3 separate regions of the Sus scrofa genome follow, and regions 1 and 3 are each linked to region 2. A link is a contact called in public Hi-C and promoter capture Hi-C data. All regions are on one chromosome and are shown on one strand. The core of a region is the stretch at or near the end of the contact, and the rest is flanking DNA. Distances in the headings are between cores, read along the strand shown. Region 1 holds the start of PDGFRL (platelet-derived growth factor receptor-like protein). Region 2 holds the start of PCM1 (pericentriolar material 1 protein). Region 3 holds the start of SLC7A2 (solute carrier family 7 member 2).

Region 1 (2,700 bases), core at 190-2,689, 320 kb after region 2:
CCAACTGCTGTCTAGGCAGAGGACCCATTCTTCCCCAGCAGACCGGCTGCTACACTTTACTCAGCAAGGCTCTAGGCTTAAGGAACTTCACATTCAACTTCAAGCCCAACAACTATTATAGACTTTGCAAACCAGAATGTGGTGTTTTTCTGGCAAACGCTTCTAGTTTCACGGGAAAGGAGGGAACTGGTCAGGACTGAGTAGTGGATAAAATGTGAGCCAGGTTGAACTGGATCCAGCATGAGGTTGCATAACAGTAAAAGCTGCTTTTCAACCAAAACTAAACAAAAATAGTGACTATAGAGTAGACTTCCAAGAGAGATTTCAGGATATACCAGATGCAAATATACTGTACAATTAACACCAATCGAAAAATAATAGAGCCAACCAAACAATCACCAACACACAGAAATAATAGACAGAAATATAACAACAGACACCCCCCCACACACACACACACACAAACAAATCCTGACCCTATGGCTTTGAATCTACACAACAGGGTGGGTCCAGGACAGGCACACATTCAAAAAGTGCAGTGGCACAAGGGCCCCCATATGCTGTACAAAAATCGATTTTCTTCCTCTTTTCCTTCCAATCAGATAAGAAGAGTAAGAGCTGTGGGGTTTTGAGTTGTTTTGAAAAGGCTTAATATCCAGAAATATCTGCCTAAGATTCAGGCACATCTTTCAGGATTCAAGCCCAAGTTGGTATAGGGAACAAATATAGGACTCAGATGGGGAAGGAAGACAAGTGGGGGAGGAATTTTGTAAAAGAATCAGCTTAGGGGGCACCCGCCCTCAGAAGCTGGGATCCCTAGCGAACCGAGGAGGTGAGCGGATCCGCTGCACCGCGCCTCCTCCCAGACCGACACGTTGACACTAGGGGCTGGACCAGGCGCTGCCTGGGTATGTTTGGTTTGCTGGCTGCCTAGGGCTTTCCAGCGGCGCAGGAGCGGTTCTGGTGGGAATCCTAGGGGTCGGGACAGCTGTCACCGTTTCTGGAGCTCCAAGTGAGTGGGGTGGAGGGAGTAAGGAGACCCTACTAGGAGCGGGCAAGTGCACGGGACAGGAGTGGCTCCAGGGCCGGCCGGAAAGGTCTAAAGTTAGAGAAGAGATGGAGGATCACGAGGGATCGGGGATAAGGTCCGGGCACAAGCCGGCTAGCCGCCTACCTAGAGTCACTCACCATCCTCCAGCGCTTCGTGCACAAGCAGGAGACCCAGCAGCAGCCAAACCTTCATTTTCAGGGCAAGCGGTGGGGGTCGAGGTTCTGCGGAAAGCTGGTCCGAGGCGCTCGGACAGCGCAGGGCGAGGGCAGGGGCGCCGGGGGAGGCAGCGGGAGAGGGGCGGGCGCCTGGGACGCCACAGCCGGAGGATTCGGTTTCATGAGGAAGAGAACACAGATTTGGGGGGAAAGTTTGGGGATTTTTTTTTTTTTTTTTTTTTTTTTTTTTTTTTTTAATTCTGTGTAATGTAACCTCTCCTGCCCCCTGGCGGAACCGTGAAGCGCGGCGCTTTTTCCTGGCGCCGAGAGCGAGCGAGGGACGAGGGTGAAATGTTAATTACAAAAGTCAATGAGTTTCCCCAACGCTCGGCATTTTATCAAGTTTACCAACTGCACGAAGGCCCATCGAAATCCTGCTGGTACTGACGGGGTCGCACTTAACCAGAATTGTCCAAATGTCACCAGTGCTCCTCACCAGCCTTAATGCTCTGTAAAAAGTGCCCCTTTTTCTTCCTTCTCAGCAGGTCTTTTCCTAACAAGACCATTGCCTCGGTTGTCCTGGCTCTGCCGGACACGGGCATATCCCTTGCAGCTGAGACCTTAGAGTCCTGGGGTTCTCCAGTGGCAAAGGTACTCTGCCTTGGGGGGACCCATCACAGTCTGGCTCCCTCCCCAGGGTCTGGTGGAGGTTTTAGAGAAACTTCTTTTATTCAGCAATCCCAGTGCCTACACAAGACTCAAGAGTCCAGGAGGGACTGTGCCAGAAAAGAGTCAAGTGACAGCATCATGGCCTCCTTCCTGACTCCTTGAAGTCCACTCCTTGGCTCTTACTCTGTCTACACCATCTTCCCCTCAACCCTGCACAGCCCCAGGTGCTGCCGGGTCTTGGTGCTGACTGTGCTTCACGTCCAGCCCTCTTTGCCACCATGGTCGCTCCACTCAGGCTCCTATCTTCTGTCACCAGGAAGTGGCCACCGCCTCTTAGTTGGTCTCCCTGCCCTCTCTTTCTCACTCCTCAATCCACACTTTCCCCAACAGTTGGAGCTATCCTCAAATACAACTCTAAAAATATATCTATCCCAACTAAAACCCTTCAGAAATTCTCCAGAGTTCTCAGGATGCAGGTCCTCTGCAGCTGCTCCCCATCCTGTCCTGCCCTCCACACAAACATTACCCTCCATCACCCCCAACCCCCCACCGCCCCCAGGGGGTTCACCACTCCTGCTGCCCGCCCCCCAAGTCCCCTTCCTCCTTTTACCAGTGGCCTGTCCTCTCCCCATCCCCCAGTCCCTGGCCTAAACCTAACTCCTCCTTCGAGGCTTAGCTCAAGCCTCACCTCCTCCTCGCTCAGCCTAAGCGCTTCTCTAGAATAAACACCTCATGGTAGCAGCTACAACAAAAATAGTTTGTTGTGCTTCTTTCTCCTGCACCATCCCAAGTTCAAGGGCAGGAAATATGTCCTATTAAGTTTTG
Region 2 (2,700 bases), core at 27-2,526:
GGGGCACTCAGAAAGCCCGCTTCTTCTGACGCCAAAACACGATCCGTCACCCACAGAACCCAAGACACAGACAGACCTCGAATCGGTCCAAAAAAAAAAAAAAAAAAATCCAGACATGGCGATCGTGACGAAATTGAGGCGCGGGCGGCGGGATTAAAAATTCGGCCGGTCCACCTCCCAAGCAGGACTTTCCACCTAATTCCCAAACGTCAGTTTCTGCAAAGCTAGCAACGTTCCCCAAATCCCACTTGGCATTTAGTTTTCCCCTCTCTGGGCCGATCCGAACTGACCTGCAGTCAGGGATGGCGGGGGGAGGGAAGAGCTAGGAAATTTAACATTCCCGTCGCCAGCATAAAACCCCTCTTGGCCAAACTCAGGAACGCCTCCCCCGGCCCTTCCGCTCCAAGAACACCCGAGACAGCAAAAACGCCGCTGCTCACAGCCCAACCCCCAAATCGCGTCGCTCCTCATCCGCCCTTCGCCACCCCAAATTCTGGACATCCAGAGCCCCACAGAATGGAATCTAGGGGGAAGAGGGGAGAGCAGAAGCGCAGTGATGAAGGCCCCTGGCTATGAAAAACTAGACTCCCCGCCCCTGGCAATCAAACCGCAGCCCCCTACTCCGTTTCCTCCCCTCGCAACGGACATTCCTGGAACTCCCGAGGCGCAGGGCGGCCTCCTCCGCGGGCAAGAAAGAGAGAGGGGCGGGGAGGCTAGAAGGGAGTTCCGAAAACGCCACTGCGTCTCCAGAAGCGTACCCCGAGATTGCGTCGGTCCGTCCGGAGTAGGGGCGGGCTGCCTGCCCAGCAGACTGGAAGCAAGAGGACCCAGGAGCCCAGACCCAGGCCCTCCAGGGTCAAGCGTGTCAGGGCCGTCGCTCTCCCGCCCAGAGCCGCGCTACCCTCGGTTGCCAAGGGCTGAGGACGCGCAGGCATTACCTGTAAACGAAGCACAAGCTCCTGCCAAGAGCGGAGGAGCGGTCGCTCCCACGCCCCGCCACCGGCAGCGGTCTTCCCTTCGAGTCCGAGCCAGGGAGAGTCCCCAAGTTCCCTGGCTGCTCAGGGCCCAATGGCCGCCTCTTCTACTTCAGCTACTCGGCGCCAACCGCCGCAGCCACCGCCATCTTAGGATCTCATTGTGGTGGGAGAAGAGGGGCGGGGGGACTGCAGAGGGGCAACGGGAGGGGAGACATGCGCCGTCTCCGCGGCAACGGCCGCGCGGGGGCGAAACTCGCCCGGGCGGGAGCTACAGTGTGATCCACGCTCTAGACTGGAGTCATGTGATCCGCTGGAGTCTATGGTGTCACCTCTGGCAGCGGTGCCTATTGCACAAACGAGCCACTGGAGACTACATATCCCAGAATGCCAGGTCAACCTGAGGTTATACGCGCCCGCTCAGCCGCCCGAAAGAAATGACTACAAGTCCCAACATGCTGTGCGCTTCGGGCGCCGATCGCCCTGCCAGGGGCTGGAGGCCCTGACGGAAGTGGGTTGACTTCCGCCTCAGGCAGCTGGGAAATGCGCGGAGGCGCGTAGTGGTTTCCGTGGGGCTTCCAGCTCCGGGTTGTGCTTGCTGGAAAGGAAAGACTAAAGACTAAAGCTGGGCATCGCTCTCCTGTTCCCTGTCCACCAAGAGCTTCCTCACAGGAAGGTTGAAAACAAAAGCGCCCGTGCAATCTGGTCCTAAGTTTACACGTGAGGAAAATCCCATGAGTTAATTGGAGGAACATCATACAGCTGGTCAAGGATAGAGTCACACATGTTAATAATTAACACCGCCTTGGATTAATGCCCTACTTTTTCCTTTGAAGAACCAGCTGACCTTCATCAAAATTTAGTATCCAGAAGTTTTCTCTAAGACTATGGTCTTTGAATTCTTTTTTTATTCTTCTCTCAGCAGCGACACTTTTAAGGTTAGTTTATTTACACATTCTCCCTTAAAATGCTAGGGAATGCAAATTTGTTCGCGGGAAGCATAGTGAAGTCAAACAGAGAAATCATTTTGGAGCAGAGAAAAGTTAATTTTAGGGCCATGCAAAGAGAAGGGTGGCTCGTGCTGCTAAAACATGGAACTCTGTAAAGAGTTTTGGCAAAGCATTTTTAAAAGCCAGGTAAGGGAAGGGAGTTGCAGGGTGTGTGTTCAGCTCCTGCACAGCTCTCTGGTTGAAGGTGAAGTAACAGCGTGGTGTCTTCCGGGTTGACATCAATCCTTAGGCTCCAGGAGGCTAGAGGGCCATGGGCTCATTGTCATCAAGTAGTTAACATCGTGCGTTTTGTGGGAGGTTTTCACATCTGTAAAACAACTCTGAAAATGTGCATCAGATACTGTTATCTAGGTACTTCAGAGAGGAGCTAAAGCAGAGGATATGGGGGGAAAGACGTGCCCCCAAGGCCCCACAGGGTCCTACTTCATTACAAACCCCAAAAATATGGTCAAGTGACAACGCCTGTGTGGCTATCTGAAAATTTTGAAATGCTAGTCAATTTTTCTTGCATGCAAGGACATTGTTTTTTTAAGACCGTTTGTAATTGTGGGATAATTTTGTTTTACGCAAAATAAGAATAGGAAGAATGAAGAATGGCATCTGGGTTCCAACAGCAAATTGTTCTGTTACCAATAGAAATTTTTTCACAAAAGCAGTTAATAGAACTGCATCTCAGTACATAATTCAGATAAAACCCTTCCTGCTGCTGTAATTTG
Region 3 (2,700 bases), core at 141-2,640, 400 kb after region 2:
TCCAGAGTCATCCCTCAACTTTTCAGTAAGGGATAAACAATGCATATGCTGTGCACTGGGAAATAACTTCAGGTTAAGCTGTAGCGCTATTAAAAGAAAAAAGGATTTAATACTATAAAAGGGAAAAGCACCCGTACGTGTATAATTAGCATATTCTTACCCTGTACATCCTCTTTAAAAGACTACAAGCACAAATGTTGGCAATTTCCTGAGGAGATAATTATTATCAATTCTGAGGAGGAGAAGTGAGAGAAGATTTTAAGACTGGTTGGGACAAGGATGAAAAAGTTTCAAGTCAGAGGCCACATTCAAGTCAATTTTATATCCCAGGCTTCCCACCAGCATTCAGAGCTCTACCTGAATAAAATCTGACAATATGACCTCATTAAAAGGATGAGTATTTTTGTACAAACGACTAGATATATCTCATTGCCAGTCCTGAAGGAGGCACCTAAATGCTTTTTTAGGCAGTTCTTGCATAAATATTTCAAAGTGTGAATATTTGGAACATCTGAACATGCTTGCTCTTAAAATCTAAGTGGTTTCCATTTCGATGTATCTACTCTATAAAGAGGATTTCTTTTAATTATCTTTAAGATACAATCTGCAAATATTACTCCATGTACTGGATACACGCTCACAGGGAAGGTGCAAAGCTCTCTGGAGGAAAGGGTATTCTGGGGTTGGCGGGCTGAGTGATTCCCTAAATGTCAACAAAAGCATGTGAAGTTCAAGGCTGAAGACTGCATGAAACAGGCTTAACAGAATAGAGCCCATCTTAAAAGGGTTTAAAACTGCACCCATTTACTTTAAAATACCCCAAAGAGACACCACGACGGGCCATTTTACCTGTCCTGCCAGTCCCCGACAGATCTTGAACGTCAGAAGACTTCAGAGTTCCGAGCAGCGCGCTATATATTTAACCAAGGATCTCAACTGAGTGGCAGCTACTTCAGATACCCCTCAGTGCGCAGAGCTGGGGGGAGGCCCGGCGGCCCTCCGGCTCAGGGGTGCCCAAAGCCCCTCGGGACTTGAGTGGCCAAAGGGACCCACGGCTCGCCCTGTCAGGCCGCTTCCCCGCTCCCACGACCCCCGCGGCGGCCGCGGATCCCGACGCCCCAGGGGCTGGACGGGGCGAGGTGCAGTTCGGGGCGCAGCCCCGGGGACTCTCGGTCTCCGAGGGGCTGGAGCGCGGCTTCCCGGCAGCTGCGCGCAGCTGGACGCGGCCCTGGAGCCCGCGCCCCAGCCCTACCCCTTCGGCCCCGGCATCCAGGCCGCCCCTCGCTGCGGCCCCTCCACGCCGCCGGACACTTGGCAACTTACTGGGGCAGCGCGAGGGCCGCGCCGAGGGGGTGGTGGTGGGCGAACGGCTGGAGCTTGTCAGGGCCCGTGGCTCGGGAGGCTGTAGGAGCAGCCGCCGCCTTAGCTGGTCCGCGGGTAGAAGTCGCCGCCGCGCTGCAGAAGTCGGACTGGGCACGTGGGCGCAGCTGGTGTAGCCGCGCCGGGGGCGGGGCTGCCCGGGTGGAACCGCCCCCCTTCTCTCTCCCGCGCTCTCAGACCCCCCCACCCGAGCCCGCCTCCCGCCCCACCGCGCCGGCCAATCCTGGGGTAGGCGGCGTCCGGTCGCAACGCCGCTAGTTCAGTCTCCCTCCCCGAGCGGTGGCACACGTGGGCGTGCGCTTGCCTGGGGCTGGGCGGGTGGGCTCCGGAGAGCAGTGGGGGCAGGTCGGGCGGGAGGAGGGCACACCCAGCGGAGGGTGAATTCTTGCCTTCCATGGAGGACCCAAACTCAGGGCCATCTCCGAGGCTTCTAAGCAGAGTTCCTTCAGGTGGGATTTTGTCCCTGACTTGATTTAGGTTTTAGTCTGCGAGGAATTTGTAAATAAGAAAATAATAGTAAAATATAACAACGACCTCGTGATAAAAGAACCCAGATGGGAGTGCTTTGTCAAATAGTATTATTTCACCAATAAAACCTGTAAACCGTTTATTGCAATATTTAGTTGCTATTTGGAAAGTCCCAGTGAAGTGAACAGGTAGACCTGATGACTTAGAGGCGAGCTATAAGAAAGCGACATTTGCTATTTCCAAGAGTTACACAACCAAGTTTTCTCATACTGCGCTATTGTTTACTTTAGGAGTCTCTGATAAGATTAAAGACACAATATGAAACTCTGTTAATTTTAATCCAAAAGAGGCAAACCCTGGGAGTGAATGGAACAGTGTGTTTTATTATTTTGTTTGATAGAAAGATTTACCTTATTTTGTTTAAGATTGTGGTAAACACGTCTTTATTCGTCTATCAGTAAGGCCGTTCACTTTAGCAGAGTGCCAGTTTCGCATTGATACGTTACAGGTACACTTTTAATGTGATGCTCTAAATCATTTTTAACTTCTTTAAGACGTGTTCCCAAGAGAACGTGAATAAAGTTTTGTGGCTTTGCTCCAGAAAATGGTACCTGTATACAGTCTCTGTCGGAAGCTCATTTACTCATGAAGTCATTAGGAACCCCATAAAAGAACTGGAAATCTAATTAGCACCATGGCTCTGAGAGTATTATCTGTTCTAGTAAACGTTCTAAGTAATAGACACTCTTAATATAAAAATATTTTTACAGTATAAAATAGATTTCTCAGGCAAATAATTATAATGACATTGATGCGTATAGCTTCTGACACCAAATTCTGTCATTCTCACAA

The links. Promoter capture Hi-C pulls out the DNA fragments that hold promoters and counts their contacts. A called contact is a pair of places that touch in the nucleus more often than the background predicts.
Region 1: a Hi-C map of skeletal muscle shows a contact between it and region 2, with 6 times the contacts expected there. The contact joins the promoter of PDGFRL here to the promoter of PCM1 in region 2. A contact is called at or near these places in 1 of 5 promoter capture datasets (liver), 19 of 47 Hi-C or Micro-C datasets (alveolar macrophages, brain, embryonic fibroblasts and 11 more) and 2 of 2 datasets of contacts at active chromatin or transcription factors (alveolar macrophages and skeletal muscle).
Region 3: a contact with region 2 is called in a promoter capture Hi-C map of liver, with 2.7 times the contacts expected there. The contact joins the promoter of SLC7A2 here to the promoter of PCM1 in region 2. A contact is called at or near these places in 1 of 5 promoter capture datasets (liver), 1 of 47 Hi-C or Micro-C datasets (heart right ventricle) and 1 of 2 datasets of contacts at active chromatin or transcription factors (skeletal muscle).

Annotation. Positions count from the first base shown.
Region 1 is chr17:5,277,611-5,280,310 of Sscrofa11.1, reverse strand. It overlaps PDGFRL (platelet-derived growth factor receptor-like protein), which reads right to left and starts at 1,439. Exons shown (of 6, transcript XM_021077996.1): 1 at 1,189-1,439. The coding sequence starts at 1,243.
Region 2 is chr17:5,595,575-5,598,274 of Sscrofa11.1, reverse strand. It overlaps PCM1 (pericentriolar material 1 protein), which reads right to left and starts at 1,276. Exons shown (of 41, transcript XM_021077917.1): 1 at 939-1,276. FGL1 (fibrinogen-like protein 1) reads left to right here and starts at 1,841. Exons shown (of 8, transcript XM_021077952.1): 1 at 1,841-1,912.
Region 3 is chr17:5,190,787-5,193,486 of Sscrofa11.1, reverse strand. It overlaps SLC7A2 (solute carrier family 7 member 2), which reads right to left and starts at 1,390. Exons shown (of 12, transcript NM_001110420.1): 1 at 1,324-1,390.